Linked DNA regions of Mus musculus: regions 1 and 3 are each linked to region 2. Evidence: chromatin contacts called from public HiChIP or PLAC-seq data. All regions are on one chromosome and are shown on one strand. Each heading gives the region's core, a stretch centred on a gene start, on an enhancer-like site or on the middle of the called end of the contact. The rest is flanking DNA. Distances are from core to core; before and after follow the strand shown.

What was found. HiChIP or PLAC-seq counts read pairs in DNA pulled down with a chosen protein or histone mark.
Region 1: an H3K27ac HiChIP or PLAC-seq map of extraembryonic endoderm stem cells shows a contact between it and region 2. The contact joins two enhancer-like sites. A contact is called at or near these places in 1 of 15 datasets of contacts at CTCF or cohesin (the NIH/3T3 cell line), 42 of 484 Hi-C or Micro-C datasets (the AtT-20 cell line, B cells, the C2C12 cell line and 31 more), 27 of 115 datasets of contacts at active chromatin or transcription factors (SST interneurons, bone marrow-derived macrophages, cardiomyocytes and 19 more) and 3 of 9 other capture datasets (adipose tissue, liver and pancreatic islet).
Region 3: an H3K27ac HiChIP or PLAC-seq map of embryonic stem cells shows a contact between it and region 2, with 7 times the contacts expected there. The contact joins the promoter of Mrc2 here to the enhancer-like site in region 2. A contact is called at or near these places in 11 of 39 promoter capture datasets (the 3T3-L1 cell line, the C10 cell line, the HPC-7 cell line and 6 more), 1 of 484 Hi-C or Micro-C datasets (bone marrow-derived macrophages), 15 of 115 datasets of contacts at active chromatin or transcription factors (the NIH/3T3 cell line, astrocytes, bone marrow-derived macrophages and 10 more) and 1 of 9 other capture datasets (liver).

The regions. Positions count from the first base shown.
Region 1 is chr11:105,350,629-105,354,422 of GRCm38.p6, reverse strand. It overlaps Mrc2 (mannose receptor, C type 2), which reads right to left. Exons shown (of 30, transcript NM_008626.3): 30 at 3,278-3,794. Among named protein-coding and RNA genes, the nearest start is that of Mrc2, 60 kb to the right of the region's middle. Within about 2 kb of position 1,927, at least 69 of the 459 cell types and tissues checked have an H3K27ac peak or open chromatin away from gene starts, as enhancers often do. A contact at or near this core is called in extraembryonic endoderm stem cells, where this site is marked.
Region 2 is chr11:105,897,630-105,901,166 of GRCm38.p6, reverse strand. It overlaps Tanc2 (tetratricopeptide repeat, ankyrin repeat and coiled-coil containing 2), which reads right to left. Exons shown (of 26, transcript NM_181071.3): 17 at 1,298-1,483. Among named protein-coding and RNA genes, the nearest start is that of Cyb561, 45 kb to the left of the region's middle. Within about 2 kb of position 1,721, at least 19 of the 459 cell types and tissues checked have an H3K27ac peak or open chromatin away from gene starts, as enhancers often do. A contact at or near this core is called in embryonic stem cells and extraembryonic endoderm stem cells, where this site is marked.
Region 3 is chr11:105,290,481-105,294,091 of GRCm38.p6, reverse strand. It overlaps Mrc2 (mannose receptor, C type 2), which reads right to left and starts at 1,446. Exons shown (of 30, transcript NM_008626.3): 1 at 1,191-1,446. The coding sequence starts at 1,305.

The DNA.
Region 1 (3,794 bases), core at 678-3,177, 550 kb after region 2:
AATGGAGACTATATACGATACTATTTATATAATGCATTTTATACAAGGGGCTTGGACTTGGACAGCCGTGCATATAGAGAGCAGCAGCAGATCGTGGAATGAACCCACTGGAATAGCAAGGGGAGATTGTGTCTAATAACAGTTTGTTGTCCTTATCGTGGAGGACACCTCGCACTTTCCTCAAATTCCAAGGGAGGAGGACAGTGCAAATCTGCAGAAGCTGATGGAATTACAGTGTCAGAGGGCCAGGTGTCTCCCCCTGCCTGGCACAGCTGGACACCCTACAGTAACAGAGGGCCAGGTGTCTACACACACACGCACACACACACGCACACACACAGCTGGACACCCCACAGTAACAGAGGGCCAGGTGTCTCCCCTATGGACAGCTAGACACCCCACAGACCTCAGGGGTGTCTGGAAGTAAGACAGTATGGATGGAACTAGAAAAGTGTCACTGCCTGGGATCCCCAGAAAAGCCACCAGCCAACTGATAAATTCAGTATTTGGCTTCTCTGAATACATGGCCTTGAACCTTGGTGCCTGGCAGTTGCTCAGACCTCTTTCTAGTGTCTGTAACTACTTGCTTTTCAGACAAGGAAGGGTTAAAGCCAGCCCCTCCCCTTTGATGCAATGGAGCTGATTCTGATGGGAGCCAAAGACTGAAGTCAGCAGTTCCCTGAGGCCTCTTGGCAACACCCTCCTAAGGAAAGTCAGGCCTGCGGGAAGATCTGGGCACTTTCTTCTCATGCTGGACCCTCTTCAATCCCTCATTTGTCCTCTTCTGACTTCCCTGAGTGTCTCCTTTCTGCCTTCCCTCACGATGCTAGTTCTTTACCTCAGGTCTGCCAGAGACTCCTGCCCCACTGGTCCAGGCAGCTTGACCAGGTTTGGGCGGCTCTGTTCCAGGATAGCCATGTGGTGAGGCTGGCTGGCTCCTTGCCCCTGTGGCCTCAGAGAGCTGCCCACTGGGCCAGGCCTGCTCTGCCAGGGTACCTGGGAGGAGGCCATCTCTGCTTTGATAGGAGATAGGGGAATGCTGTTCTCTGGAGAGCTGCCCTGTCTTCCCATTCATTCATGGATTCATTGAGCTGTCACTGAATATTCAGGTGCTCGAAGCTGGGCCAGTTCAGACCTGCAAGGGAAAGCTGGGCTCCGTGCCTGGTAGACAGTGCCCTTCGCTCAGGCCTGGGACAGGTCTCAGGCCATCTGCCACTCAGCAGGCTCCGCAGAGAACCTGGCACACAGAAGAGATGCTTCGTGGTCAACTGAACTGAGCCCCACCAGAAGATAGAAGTCCTTGTCACATGTTCTAAAACTAGAACTGGCTGGGAGCCAGAGGGCAAGTGGCCAGGTCCAGAGCCTTCTTCCTGACCACTCAGAGAACTACGGGAACATTCCCTAACTCTTCTGCAGGAAGGCTTAGAACATACTCTCTGGGGAGCCCCCAGGCCTAAGAGGCTGTAGGACAAACTTGGATTGAATGTGGCCTCTGGCAAGACTCCAGTCACCAGAGAAAGAAAAGGAAAAATTAACTTGTCAAGGTTTGGGGAGTCAATTCATGCTTGCCCTGGAAGGGTGAGGGCCTGGGTTCGAATCCTCAGCACCCACATAAAACCCAGGAGCAGCAGCTGCCTATGCTCGTAACTCTTGGGGGTACAGATAGGTAGATTTCTGGGGCTGCTGGGGTCAGTAGGCTTGCTTACCCAGTCAGCTGCTGGCATGCACATGCTCTCTCTCTCTCTCTCTCTCTCTCTCTCTCTCTCTCTCTCTCTGTCTCTCTCTCAAATAGATGGGTGGCACTGGACATTTGGAGCCTCATTCCTTCAACTACTCAAATGACCCAATAGAGCTCACACTGCTTTTTACCACGCTGCTTCCTTCTCTCTCAGGGCAATGGTCACTGGCATCCCTGCCCTCAGAGCCGCTCCCAGCAGCCTGAAGAGCAACCCTTGAGCCACAGCTAGTAGCAAAGCACTCGACTCACAAAGGGGCTACTCTGGCCTCTGTTTGGAGAGCAAATCACTTGAAGGTAAAGTGGGTTAATCATTAAGGACCTTACTTTGGATTGACGGTCCCTTCCGTCCCTTCCGGAATGCCTGGCCTACCTATCTCCCATGGGTCTTGTGAGAGCTGCAGAGTAGGGACAGCTGGAGGAGCCCACACACACACACACACACACACACACACACACACACACTCAGGAATGCAGCTCACGGACTCTCTAGAGTTCTTCTGTCTTGGGCGGTCCCACCCATTCATCCTGCACATCTGATCCCGGCAGAAAGCAGCTGATCTGCTGTCCCCCTGGGCAATCCAGATCCCATGTTTCCTAGTGGCTTCCCCCAGCCTGAATCAAACATTGGAAAGAGACTCGGAAAACCATCATGGCAGGAGCGTCCAGGGTGGATGGGCAAGGGAAGGAGCGAGAACATTCAATGGGTGTCTTTATGTATTCTTTTCACTCCTTTAGGCTCTGAACCACATGACCACACTGCCTATCCAAAACAAGTAGAACTAAGATTTTAAAAGTCCTGGACAGGGTAAGCCTGAGAACGCACAACGCCTCTAAACCACCGCTAGTGTTCCAGGCCAAACCAGCCACCATCTTCTGAGGTCTTAATGATTGCAAGGGCTTCCTCTGCTTCCCCTCCCCCATCTCCCATCCATTGTCTGTGTCCCTTACCGCGGTTACAATGAACTTGTTAAAGATCAGATCAGCCATTCCCACTGGCAGCCTTCCTTACAGTATCCACCATGCCACTGCGTCCTGGCCTGCACCCACTCAGCCACACTCCTGCAGTCACCCTGTCGGTCCTCTGAGACATTAGGGACCCTCTGCTCCCACTCTGGTCCAGGTATTCATATTGCTCACCCTACACACACACACGCACACACACACACACACACACACACACACACACACACACACACACAATGTAATAAAAAAAAACTTTAGAAATAAGAGTAGCAGTTAGCATTTATGGAGTGCTTACTGCATGCACTCAGAGGCACTTGGTAAGGACACTCACCACATCCTTAAGCATCTTTCCGACAGCCCAACCCTAGGAGATCCTCTACGCCCTATTCAAGCTGATGGGACAATGAGCTCAGGTGCCCAAGTTCACACGCTTGTAGGCAGGGACGACTTGTCTCCTGAGGAGAGCCAAAAGCTCAGAGGCAAAATGGCAGGCTACAGAAACAACTGGACAGAGCTGCCATCTGTCCCTACAGGGCTGCGGGGGTCAGACTCTGCAGAGAAGGAGGCACAAACGCTGACTTCTCAAGCCTCTGGAAGGTTTTTATTTGTTTGCTATTCTTTTTCTCTTTTTCCTTCTTTAAAAAAAAAAAAAAAAAGACAAACAATAATAGCACATTTCGAGAATCAAGAACTACAATAGAGGGTCCGCTTTGAGTTTTTGTTCACATCGTCCTGCACTGGGACACGGGGACTGGCACTCTCCATCCTGGCTGGGACTCTCCTCTGGAAAAAGGTGCTGAGTGGTTCCATGAGTTGGTCTCCTAGGCCACACCAGATGGTAGCACCTGGTGCTGTCCCAGGTTACAGCCTCACCAGCGCCCCTCCCCCTCCAAACCATCTTCCCTCTCTCCAAGCCAGAGCCAGAAGCCGGAGACATTAGGGAACTTATTTTGGTCCCCACAGGGGACTCTTTCAAGGACAGAGCCCTCCCCTGACCAGCAGGAGATGACACCCTGTGAGTGGATAAGGTGTCTCTCCGAAGTTCCATCTCTACTCCAGCAGACACCACACCGGTGCCCTGGTTTGTACACCT
Region 2 (3,537 bases), core at 472-2,971:
TCCTGGATTTGATCTCAACACCACAAAAAACAAACAAAAAAGTCCCTCAATTCTTAAAATTTCTCAATTAGTTAACTATGTCCTACTGTTGTCATCTGTGATTTTAAGGTTATTTATATGTATTGCATCTGTATGGATGAAACGCTGTCACGTGTGCTACTGTGTATTTCTTCCCACCTCCATATTGAGTGACATAACACTGGCAGCTTGAAGTCAGCCATGGTAGCAATAGTTACAAACTTTATAAATCAATGTTTGGTTTAGAGCAAAACTGAAAATGCGTTTCATTTTTTTTTTTTTTTTTTTTTTGGTTTTTTTTCGAGACAGGGTTTCTCTGTGTAGCCCTGGCTATCCTGGAACTCACTCTGTAGACCAGGTTGGCCTCGAACTCAGAAATCCGCCTGCCTCTGCCTCCCAAGTGCTGGGATTAAAGGCGTGCGCCACCACGCCCGGCCCAATGCGTTTCATTTTAATCAGTACAGGTGAGAGACAGTTAACAGTAAATCCAACATCAGAGTCAATGGCCGTAAAATTACTGGGAAAAAGCAAATTAGATGCAATTCTACTTGTTACATCATAGGTTGCAACCACAGGTTGGCTACAGATTCATATTTGACCAAAGCCAACACTCAATTAACCATTCAATTGAGAACACTGTTTGTCACAGTGTAGCCCATTCCTTAGATTAGTAAAATTTATAATAAGCATAAGCAGCTGTGTACCTGCTCCCTGGTTATAGTCTTTTCCTTTCCTCATTGTCAGTTACTTAACATTTCACAGAATACTACCAAGTCCATGAATTTGCCACACTTATTAATAATGTAGAAAATGCCATCTGTATGGTATTAATTATTTAGAGCATCCTTCATAGCAGCCTTGTAAAAAGACTTCAGTAACTTTATGGATGAAGACTAGGGTTCTAAGGCAGTAAGAAAACTGTACCATCTTGGACCAAAATCAACCATTCTGAGGTTCTGTGGGGTGCATCCTTCTTGTCCCAAAATGTCTGACCATATGTCTACAGGTCAGTAACTCCTCTGTGTTTTAGTGTCACAGAAAGTGTGGGAGAAGCTGTGACAATTTCCAAACTCTTTTCTTTTTTTTTTTTTCCAAACTCTTTTCTGACTCTTAAGTTTTTCCACGCACATAATTCTAGGTACGTAGTATTAGAGTATTGTGGAGTTTAATCCCCTGTTCATCACAAAAGTGATTAAAAACTTTTCACCAGTGTGGCTGGCAATTTTGCATCATTCAAGTCTTTGCCCCACAGTTTCTTAGGTCCTTTTTTTTTTCTTACCTCAGTGTAACCCATGCTGGCTGCAGCAATGAGGGCCTGCTGGATGGCGTGGCTCTTCTTAAACACTCCTTGCTGCTGGCCAGCCATTGTCCAGTCACACTGAATCAGAAACTTGACAACCTCTAGATGACCTCGCAGAGCAGCATGAACCAAAGCACACTGTCCATTCTTATCCAAGTGATCCACCTATGGGAAGAAAATAGAGAGAGCTGTGAACAAGGAACTCAGCCTAGATTATTGATGTCCAGTTCCTCTGTACATCCCTCTGCAGAGAACTTTCCCCAGAAAATGAGGCAAGGCTTTTGTTTTTACATTCAAAGAAAAAAACAAAACCCTCAGGTGATTTGGTTGGAATGCAGACACACTCTGGATTACAGAATGACCTTGGTGGAATACAGACACACCCTTAGTACACACACCTTTTATCCCAAACAATATAGGTGAATTTAGTTTGTAGAAAGCAGGCATGTTTGAAATGTCTAAGAGGAGAAGACAAAGTAACAAGTCAGAGGAAGACTTGACAGAATGAGTCATAGATAGGATCTGCCCAACTCTCACGAGAACAGACAGGAAAGAGAGGCTACTTAGGAGCAGTGAGGGAGAAAGAATGTGCCAATTCAGAGGACTTGAGTTGAGTTGAGTTTGGGGCAGTTCATTTTGTGGAGTTCAGAGGGAATCTTTCCAAGCAGAGCAATTCAGTCAGAAAGTGAGAGAAGCCAATTTGAATCAATCAGTTTGGAGAGGAGTTTGGGCTACCTCAATAGCCAAGTTGAACCAGCTAGCCAGAGTTCAGAAAGAACTAGAAAGATTGAGTGTATTTATCGGTAAGCGTCCTAGATAACAATTACATCTGGTGAGTAAAAGTTCTATTTATATAATAACTAACTCCCAGAAGCTGGATTATGAGTAGTGACAGAGAGTGAGGAAGAGAGGTGGCTGAGGATGGGTCTGAGGGATGTGAAGGGATGAGCTGTAGCTTCTGGTAAGCAGGTGAGAAGACTTTCTTTTTAAGGTCAATCAGATAAAGTAAATATTTATAAACCTACAAATATTTGGAAAAGGGTGATGTGAATTAAGAAGAGAAAAGAAATAACAAGTGAAATAAAGAGCAACAGACCAGGACCAAGAGCACAGGTAGAAGAAATGCTGAAAGAAAATCAAGTGCTTCCTTGTTAGGCAGGAGCATAGGCCAGTGTGGCAAAGAACACTGTTCTATGACAGACGTTCCCTGAGATAGACACTTCCTTTATCCTCCTCTTCCTCCTCCTTTTTTTTTGAGGGCCTTCCTGTATATCCCAGGCTGACTTTAAACTTGTGAGTCTCTTGCCTCAGTCTCCCAAGTCATGGAGTTACAGATGTGTACCCCCTGACTCTTCAGGGTTTCTCTATATAGTTCTGGCTGTCCTAGAACTGGCTTTATAGACTAGAATGGCCTAAACTCATGCAGATCCACCTGCCTATGCCTCCCCACGGCTGGGTTTTTTGGTTGTGCACCACCATGCCAGGTTCCACATCTTGTTTTTAGCTTAATCTTTTTTTTTTTTTTTTTTTTAAAGATTTTATTTATTTATTTATTTATTTATTTATTTATTTATTTATTTATTATATGTAAGCACACTGTAGCTATCTTCAGACACTCCAGAAGAGGGCATCATCTTGTTATGGATGGTTGTGAGCCACCATGTGGTTGCTGGGATTTGAACTCTGGACCTTCAGAAGAGCAGTCGGTGTTCTTACCCACTGAGCCATCTCGCCAACCCCTAGCTTAATCTTACTAATACAAAATACAGAAGAGATGTGATAGGATTTTGAAAAGAATAAACAGTGTAACCATCTGCTCTGGGAAAACAATGAAAAACAAGTAAAAAAAAGTGGCATGGTGGTATAGGGCAGAGATGATTCAAGGACCCAGTTGGATGTAAATTACATCAAGAGTACTATCAGGACCAGATAGGCTGTTACTAGGAGCATCTATTCAATCAAAGGAGACATTGATATAGGTGGGCCATCTGTGTCACAATGGCATCTAAGGCTCTGTGATTCTGCTGAGAACCCAGGTCTCACTTCCTCAAGGAGTGAGGAGTCTTAGGAGTTTTCCTTGCTTCCCTGGTGATAATACTGAACATCTCAAAATGAGGTCCCATATATTACTTAGATTTCCCTGTGTGATTCTTAGTTTTCATGACAGAATCAAAATACCACGAGGCTACAATTTTTCCTTGGTGGCCTACATTTGTGAA
Region 3 (3,611 bases), core at 197-2,696, 610 kb after region 2:
AGGTGGGAGGGAAGGGCAGAGGAGGCTCCTATGTAACTGTGGGTCACCCTGACCCTACCTTTCCCCTCAGCAAATGCCCACAGCACACCAGGCCACCGCAAAGGCCTCAGACTCTTCAGGGGGCCCTCTAGTCCTAGCACAAAGCTGCAGCTGCTGTCCCATCCCTTTCCGCTGACCCAGCCCCCAATTAAACATAAAAAGGGGATGTGGAGGCAACACCCAGCACATTTTTTAAAATTCTGAGTGCCTCTGCCCCCCAAGATCTACCCTATCAATGTTTATGAGTGTTCAGGTTCTTGTCGAGGGACCTGTCTGACCTCACATTTCAGATAGTTCTAAAATAACGACGACGACGACGACAACAACAACAACAACACAACAACAAAAAAAAACATACAGAAAAGAGAAGGGTGCAGTTTGGGGGGCTTGTGTGGTTGGTCTTCTGTGGGTTGTGGTTTGTATCTTTAGAAACTCTTTTGCACCAAAGACTGTCCACTCTGGAGAAGTGCCAATTTGATCAGAATTGAACACACAAAGTGAGAAACGAACACACACACACACACACACACACACACACACACACACACACACGCACGCACGCGCATTCGGTTCTCCTGGCACAAAACTGTTCCACAGGGTTACGATCGAACGGTGCATAAGTCCTCTGCCACAAGCTGTCCTTAAAGACCAAGTAAGAAAACATAAAGACCCCATTGCCAGACGCTGAACAGACTGACCCCTCACGTACAGAGTAAGAAACAATGCGCCTCTGGCTCTCTGGTTGTATATCAAGGTACCCAGACCAGCGCGGGGCGAGCGCCGGGGGTCCGGGTGGCCCGGACACCAGCCCTCCCTCTCCCTCCCAGGCCGCGGTGCCTTGGCTCCCCTCCCCCGCCGCCTGCCACATCTGGTTCCACTCAGGTCCTCCCCCACCTCCAGGCGCGCTCCTCCTCCCATCTCCTCCCTTGCTCCCAGAAAAGTGGAGACGAATTTAAAAAATCCAGTCACACACACACACACACACACACACACACACACACACACACACACGCACACACACGCGTGCGCGCGCACACACACACACACACACACACGCACGCACGCACTTCTTCAGAAAAGATGGGAGAAAAAAAGGAGGGAAAAGTCAAGAGGCCCGACTCCCGAAGTTGGCCAAGTTGGCAGCGCCTTACCCAGGAGGGCGGCGGCGGAGTCCGCCGGGTGGCCGAGACGCAGTCCCCCGAGAAGCAAGACGCAGCGCAGCAGGTGACGAGGCCAGGGCGCGAGGGCAGGTCGGATGGGTACCATCCCTGCGGCGCTCGGAGGACGAGAGTACGGAGGGCGCACGGCAGGGCTGCGTGCAGAGACAGCCCTAGCGCTGTGCTCAGATGACCGCCGGCGAGGGGATCGCATCCTCCTCCGGGTCCGGACGAAGTGATGCCTCCCGGAGAGGAGGAGGGAGGAGGCAGGCCCCGCAGAGGGAGGGCGGAGGGAGGAGCGCAGAACCCTGGAGGAGGGTTTGAGGGGCAGAGGGGAAGGGAAGCGGGCAGCGTGGGAGGGGACGGAGGAGGCGCGGGGGCGCAGGGCTGGGGACCCGGCCGCAAGGGAGTGCGTGTCGGGAGGGAGAGGAGGCGAAGGCTGGAGAAGAGGATCAGCGAGGTCCACAAGGATCCCAGTGTGCGCTCTTTATCTTCCCCTATTCTGCTTCTTAATTCCTTCCCGCCTTGTCTACCCTCTCTTTTCAGACCGGGCCTGGAGCCCCAGACGCTGCGTCACAGCTTCTCCTGCTGGCGCGAGAGGCGAAGCAACTGCAAAACTTTCCGCAGAACTTCACCGCGTGGCGAAGCCTGGGCTGCTGCGAGGCCTGGCCAGCCGAAGGATGGGATGCGCGACTGACTCAGGTGGCCAGTCTTGGGCCCCCAGCATCCCCTCCATCCAGCCTCTTCTGCCAGGTTTTAGGCGCTGAGCATCAGCTATTTCCTTTCCTAAGACCCCCCTCCCCTATTTCTGATGGGGAAGAGGAGGAGCTCAGAACTCCGCGCCACCCGTGCGGAGGTTGGGGGAGGGGAAGGTAGAGCTCCTGTTGCTTGTGAGCAGCGCAAACAATTCTTGATCATCTTGTTTCAGCATGTGTGACTCCTGTGTCAGTGTCCCTGGCACAAAGAATGTAACACTTGAGTTGATAGGGGCCGCTGTATCCAGAGACCTGGGACAAAAGCGGTCCACTGGATGTCCCAGAAGACCTACATCATTCCCACCAGCTGGGCTGCTGGCCGGTAGCAAAGAACAAAACGGAAATTTCATGAAGACAATCCAGTTACTTAGCATTATGCAACAGGTCAGATGGCAGAGCAAAGCACTGGGCTGAGAATCTGGATTTTGGAGAGCAGCCGACACCTAACCTCTGATTTCCCAGTCTTGAAAGTGATGCTTGGGAGCTCCAGCTGAGAACAGGCTTGAGATTTCTGGAGTCCAACAGCACAAAGCAGACTCACCTTCTCCCATCACAAGAGATCAAAACACTGTAAAACTGTAATATAAGTTTTATTGTTTCCTGGACTGGCCACTGAGGGGCTTTTTTTTTTTTTTTTTTTTTTTTTTTTGAAATAACAAACATGACTTTTCATGACTCCTGTTGTAGGTACTCTTTCTGTATCTCTGCAATAAAGGCTCTGCTCCAGGGAGGCTCCACCTTAGCCCTTCTGAACTCTGCCAACTGAGATTCTTGGCTTAATATAGCCCACTGATTGCAGGTCCCCAAAAGGAGCACCTGCAGGCCCCTGGAAAGGTTCTGCTAGCCACAGCCCTGACTGTCAGCCAAGTGAACAAAACCCCTTACCCTAAGGCTAACTTGAGCAGGGTTGCAGATTGGCTTCTGGAAAGTGTTCACAGCTTCACTGGCCCCATGGAGCCTCTCTTCTTGGTTTGACATGTCTTGGGATCCTAAGGTCCTGTACACAGCTGGCTATGCTAGGGCTGTCTTCTCCTGACACCTCCCTCCTTACAAGTCTTGTCATCCTTGAGGGATTTGAGAACCTGCCAGCTATGGATGAGCTGCACTTCCCTATCTGAGCAGCCTAAATACAGGATGCTTCTGGGACAGAATCAATCGGATCCCTCTTCCACCAGCCAGGGCAGGTTTTGGTACTACCCAGCTGGCAGAGTAAAAGCCAACACTGGGACATCACACAACTGTGACATGGCTCCAGCCAGTTGCTCACACAAGACCCACTGTGTGTTCACACACACTATCAGTCCTCCCCTGTCCCCTCACCAAACATCATCTTGTGCCAACCGCCATGAAAGCAAAGACAAACTAACACACTTGTAGTTCTGCGACTTTCATTTGATGGGAGAAATAAACTTTTGGCCATAGCCAAGGCTGAGAAGAGTCTGCTGGGGGGTGGAGGAGGGGAGCTGGGAGGTATGGAGTGCTAGCAGAGTCTTGTTCAAGGCCCTCAAGTCTGTCCTAGTCAGGGCTGCTTACTATGTACTGCCTACTGGCCACATCTACCCAGGTCCCTGTCCATGACTACCATCTGGCTTAGATCTCGGGCAGAGAGCTGGGCCAAAACTGGACAACTCCACAGTGACTTCTGGCCCAGTCCTCCATT